Linked DNA regions of Triticum aestivum: region 1 is linked to region 2. The links are chromatin contacts, called in public Hi-C maps. All regions are on one chromosome and are shown on one strand. Each heading gives the region's core, a stretch centred on a gene start, on an enhancer-like site or on the middle of the called end of the contact. The rest is flanking DNA. Distances are from core to core; before and after follow the strand shown. Region 1 holds the start of LOC123119782 (trafficking protein particle complex II-specific subunit 130 homolog). Region 2 holds the start of LOC123119780.

Evidence for each region. Hi-C and Micro-C count contacts between places; a contact is called where the count stands out from the background.
Region 1: a Hi-C map of leaf shows a contact between it and region 2, with 6 times the contacts expected there. The contact joins the promoter of LOC123119782 here to the promoter of LOC123119780 in region 2. A contact is called at or near these places in 2 of 5 Hi-C or Micro-C datasets (both in leaf).

Annotation. Positions count from the first base shown.
Region 1 is chr5D:116,935,661-116,938,752 of IWGSC CS RefSeq v2.1, reverse strand. LOC123119782 (trafficking protein particle complex II-specific subunit 130 homolog) reads right to left here and starts at 1,337. Exons shown (of 21, transcript XM_044539706.1): 1 at 1,089-1,337; 2 at 221-450; 3 at 1-95. The coding sequence starts at 1,152.
Region 2 is chr5D:116,719,609-116,722,528 of IWGSC CS RefSeq v2.1, reverse strand. It overlaps LOC123119780, which reads right to left and starts at 1,602. Exons shown (of 7, transcript XM_044539704.1): 1 at 1,047-1,602. The coding sequence starts at 1,412.

The sequences.
Region 1 (3,092 bases), core at 88-2,587, 220 kb before region 2:
GCCTTCGACACAAATACAATGAACCATTCTCTCTCATCATTTTGCACAATTAATTTGAGGCGAGGCTTAAGAATGGTCTTGAACTCATCAAGATCCTGTACATTTCATATATATGAAGAATGGCAAAAGGTCATGGTCCATTTGAAAAGTGATGTTATCTAAAACTAGAATCAGGAAGAGCAGCATGCAACATGATATTTAAAAATGTGGAGAGAAGTACCTCGCAAGTAACAAGAACAACAGTAGCATATGGTTCGCGAAACCAAAACAAGTATTGTTCTTGCGGAAATCGACTACGCAGCCTTGAATCAGTTGTCTGTATAAACTCAGCTGGTAGGTTTTCCACTAAAACGGGGTTCCTCGCCTTGTTATTGAGACAGGCTTTCTTGACTGGCAAGCGTTGCTCAAAACTATCTTTGACGTTGAGCCACAAGTCACTCACATCCTCAACTGTTACAAAAGATTATTTGCTGTATGAGAAGGAATTTATACAACAAATACACAAATTTGATCTCGCATTTTGTCAGCATGTGTGGCGAGGAGCTAAAGTAGTTGCGTTAGTCAACTTTCATTGTATACCTCCGGACTATACCAATGGGCATCTGCCAGTCCAACACTACACAGGTGCGTGCAATTTGAGAAAAACTTCATATGAAGCAGGTTTGTGCCAATATGCTGGTGAGTTATGTGGTTTCCATGCAGATTGTTTGGCCACATTGGAAATTGGAGACAACACTCATTCCCCATTAGCTTAAGCACAGCGAACCTTACTTGGCACTAATTGAGATGCGACCAGCAGGAAGCAAAACACAACCCTCCAGCCCTCACACCACCATGAATATCACTCAACAAGATGTCACAGCAAGCCCGAGACCACCATTTCAGCTATATTATCTAGAAATATCACCATTTCATCTCCAATTGCCGCCCGATCGGGCGCAACCCTCCCGCGTGGCCCCGAGATCACGCGGGCCGGCTGCGCAGATCGCGCTATGCTGCGAGTCACAGCAGCGCGCGGGAGACCGCGGTTGATGGTAGGTATGTGATCCGAGGGGTTAGGAGTAGGGTTAAGAGAGGAGGTGGCATACCGGCGATGACGATGCGGTCCGAGGAGGACTTGATGGTCTGGAACTGCGCCAGATAGTTGGCCATGGCCGCAGCCGGCGCAGGGGCAAGGAGATAGCTTCAGCGCTAGGCCTACAGCTCCATGCGGCGACCGTTCCGCCGCCGGAGAGGTCGCCGGAGAGAGGGACGAGGCGGGGGAGTGGCGAGATGCGGAGGGGAGGGGGAGTGGTGGGGGAGTTGAGTTTGGTGGAGACGACAAGGCGGCAGGCGCTCAAACGGGTTGGGTCGGGTCGGGTGCGAAGCGGGCAAGTGGCTTAACGGGGCGGAGAGGCCGTTGCGGTGGCCGAACTTCGTCAAACTTGGTCGGTCAGAGCATCTACACCCGGTCATCTCAAACCCGCTTTGGACACCTGGACTGACCACCCGATCGGTAAAAACCGACCCGAAAGCCTCTGATCAGCATCCTTCATATTCAGTTCAAATATAGGGTGAATATAAGAAGACCTAGGCGCGCCGGACATGTCCGTCACGTCGGACTGACGATTATTCCCCACAAAATCGCCCGGAAACATGGCGGTCCGATGGACGTCTCCTTCGACGGGGTGTGAATGGCACCGCCTTGACTCGCCACATGAGGCCAAATTTAAGCTGGTCGGCGTCCCCCAACCCTAGCCACATTCATCTCTTCCCTCTCCGCACCGCCAGCCCGAGCCCATCCACCTCTCTCTCGTTCCGCCGCTCTTCCTGTAACACCCACGATGCGACTATATCTCCCACGTGTCGAGGCACGACTTAGAGGCATAACCGCATTGTGGTTTTGTCGCAAGAAGGGTCATATTCACATAATCCCATGTAATGAACAAGAATGTGATAAAGAGTTGGCTTACAATCGCCACTTCACATAATACGTAATAAATTCATACATCATTCAAGATACACACGTAGACCGACTATGGTCAAAACCAAATACAAAGAAGACAACCCCAAATGCTAGATCCCCGGTCGTCCCAACTGGGCTCCACTACTGATCAACGGGAAAACAAATATATAAACGAACAAGAGCTTCATCGAGCTCCCACTTGAGCTCGGTTGCATCACCTGCACTGGTATCCTCGGCACCTGCAACTGTTTTGGAAGTATCTGTGAGTCACGAGGACTCAGCAATCTCACACCCACGAGATCACGACTATTTAAGCTTATAGGAAAAGATGGGGTAATGAGGTGGAGCTGCAACAAGCACTAGCATGTATGGTGGCTAACATACGCAAGTGAGAGCGAGAAGAGAAGCAACGGAACGGTCGTCAACTAGTAATGATCAAGAAGTGATCCTGAGCTCCTACTTACGTCAACATAACACAAGAACTGTGTTCACTTCCCGGACTCCGCCGAAAAGAGACTATCACGGCTACACACGCGGTTGGTGCGTTTTAATTAGGGTCAAGTGTCAAATTCTCTACAACCGGATATTAACAAATTCCCACCTGCCACATAACCGCGGGCACGGCTTTCGAAAGATAATACCCTGCAGGGGTGTCCCAACTTAGCCCATTATAAGCTCTCACGGTCAACGAAGGATATTCCTTCTCCCAGGAAGACCCGATCAGTCTCGGAATCCCGATTTAAAGACATTTCGACAATGGTAAAACAAAACCAGCAAAGCCGCCCGATGTGCCGACAAATCCCGATAGGAGCTGCACATATCTCGTTCTCAGGGCACACCGGATGAGCCAGACGTCGGGTTGGCATAGACCCTGGTTGCCCAGGGGGCGCCGGACATCGCTCGGTCTGGACCAGCACTCGAAGGAGAACTGGCCCGGGGGTTAAAATAAAGATGACCGTTGAGTCTGCAGAACCCAAGGGAAAAAGGCTTAGGTAGGCAAATGGTAAAACAAGGTTGGGCCTTGCTGGAGGAGTTTTATTCAAAGCGAACTGTCAAGGGGGGTCCCATAAATCACCCAACCGCGTAAGGAACGCAAAATCAAGGAACATAACACCGGTATGACGGAAACTAGGGCGGCAAGAGTGGA
Region 2 (2,920 bases), core at 353-2,852:
ACTAATTACTTTAGCAATTCCTTTAAATCAAAGGGAAAAAACCTAAAATAGGGGAGAAACAACAAATCATTAATTATTCATAGGAGAAGAACACTTTGACTTTTTGCAACCTAATCACCTTCAACGAATTAGACTGTTTATACAGGTTTTTCCAAATCCTGAACCAACTGGCTCACGTCGGTTTCTCCATGGTCCGTTCCTTCCCTAGATGCTTGACACCAGCAACAAAAGATGCACACACTTACTAGCAACAAATATCTTTCCTACATGCTTCACAACTAGCAAAGCATCAATCCAACAAAGAAATAGGCATTGCATTTGATCAGCTAACATGTTAGTTTTAGTGATAATCATCATATGTTCCCAGCATCAACCAACTAAATTTTCCTTAATCTTACTATTGAGCAAGACAAGCATGACAACCCATAATACTGGGTCATTCACCTTCTAAACTAGGCTCTCCAGAAGTTAAAAACCTCCTACAAATGTTACGATATATCTTAAGATTTCCAGGAGATCAACAAACCAAATCCCAACAATCATATAAGTATAAAACATCACGAAACATTTGCGATTGCCTCCTGCTACTCTTTTCTTCCATCCAGGCACGTGTGGTAAGCTATATAAATACAAAATAAACCTCGGAACTAACGACGCTGTAAATCGTAAGAAAAAAAACATACCGAATGAGAAATAACTTGCTAAGTATGGAAGTAATCAATTCACGGAAGAGAATATTTCGTTTCGTTTCCTTTGCTTGCAAGCAAGCAAGCAAGATAAGAAAGCCGTTTTCTCGAAAGTTGAAAGGGGATAGATAATATTCTCCTTGTCCATGTGAAATGTGAATCCAAACAAGATCAAAGAGACGGCGACAATCTTGACCACCGAGAATCCAACGGAAGCAACCAATCCCCTCCCCCGTACGCATCACCACAGCACCAAATAAATAAAGAAGAGAAAAATAAAATCTCGCGCAAGGACCAATTCTCGTCGCAGCGTGACGAGAGCCTTAACGGTAGCACTGGTGATCAGCACGCGCGGAGTACCTGCTGCCGCATGTAGTAGTTGATCCCGAAGGCGAGCTCCCCGAGGGACCACTTGCCGAGCGTCTGCCCGTAGGCGAACCGCACGGTCCGAGCGGCCCCCGCCACCGCCTCGCCCCACCCGTCCGGGGCCCGCTCCGGCCACCGACGCCCGCGCCTCGCGCGCCGCGCACGCCGCCTCCCCCGCGCCTCCTCCTGCCTCCGCTCCCTCTCTGCCGCGGCCTCCGAAACCGCGGAGGTTATCATCTCGTCCTCCATGGCGCCCCTGCCGCCAGCTGCCCCGTCGGCGTCCCGGCAGAGCCGCCCCGACAGCACCAGGTAGACCAGCACCGCCGTGCCCGCCGCCGTCGCCATCCCCGGCGACCCCATCGGAGCACGGGGCGCTCCCGACGCGCGCGAGAGAGGAGAGCTGCAGTCTCTGCAGAAGGGAGGGGGAGTCGCCGGGATTGGAGGCTGGAGGGCGCTGCTTCGGTTCGCGGGGGGAACGGCTAAATTGGAGGGAGGGTGAGGATACAAAGTCGCTTTTGCCCCTGGGGTTTTTGCTCCAGCTCGGGCCGTACGAGAGACAAGTTTTACTCCTATATATATACTTCTCCTCCAAGCACCAACGACTACTTTTTTATTCCCTTGCGAGAACACCAACAACTACTTGTTGATGAAGTCTAGGACACTGGGTCACAAGTTAGACCCCAAGCTTAATCTTGAATCCAAGCCTCGCATCTGAATGTCTTCAAGCAATGGGCGGAGACTCCTTAAACAACACTGGATAGAGAAGCGAACTAAGCATTGGTTAGTTTTTTTTTATGGTAGAACCGGTGCATCCGAATTCAAGTCTTAGATTTGCTATGTGTGCTCGCATACCTTTTGGATTTATTCCAGACCATCCGTCGCTATATTTTCAGTGAATTAAAAGGTGCATCTAGCGACTTTGTCAATCTTAATATACTTCCTCGGTATCAAAGTATAAGATGTTTTTGTAGTTTAAATATAATTGCAAAAACGTCTTATATTTCAGTACAAAGGTAGTATCAGCTTAATCTTTTGAGGGTGTTATAGGGATAGACGAGTGTATATGGGTGTGACACATTCTTCCTGAATAGACTCGATTCTCTTGTGGAAATTTCCTTAGTGTGCATCAAAGGATGAGATTTCTGTCCCATCCTACAAATTGAAATCGTTCTAGCTTGGTACTGTGATATCGTCAAATTATCCAACGGAGCCTGGAAACCATTTCGGTAATGGTATTGGCCTCCGGTAGTTTTCTACGGGTGTTATGAACATCTTTGTGTGTACGGTGTTTGCAAAAAAAACAAGACAGAGAAGCGAAAGAGATAAAAAGAGCAAGTGTGGGTACCTATGTGTATCCATTCTTCGGTCAAATGGTCATACGAATCTTAAGAAACTCTTATAATGTCGATACCAAACCAATCGATTATCCTGCAAAAAGAAAGATGTGCATAACATATATGCATAGAATAGATAATCCATCTTAATTGGAAATGAAAAATAAAATTGTTGGAACCATTGTGAAGGTAAATTTACCTTGTTTTTCTGTGGAAGCATTTTGCACCATGTTTAAACAGAGCAAAGTTCTAGGGACTTTTACCCCGCAATATTAATCATCCTAGGGGCTTCTTTGATTCGAAAGGATATTTGGAGGATTTTTTTATATAGTACTTATCCTTCTTATAACCTTTTTATAAACATTTCATTGGGGTGATTGAACTAGACCTGAAACCCTAGCCCGACATGCTTGCAAAAGTGTGACCAAAAACTTCAAGCCCAAGCCTTAGCCAAAACGTGTAAAAATGTTTTTTTTTAATTTCAAAATACCATTTTAATTATTGGAGTTTAACTAGCATTATTTGAAGGAAATA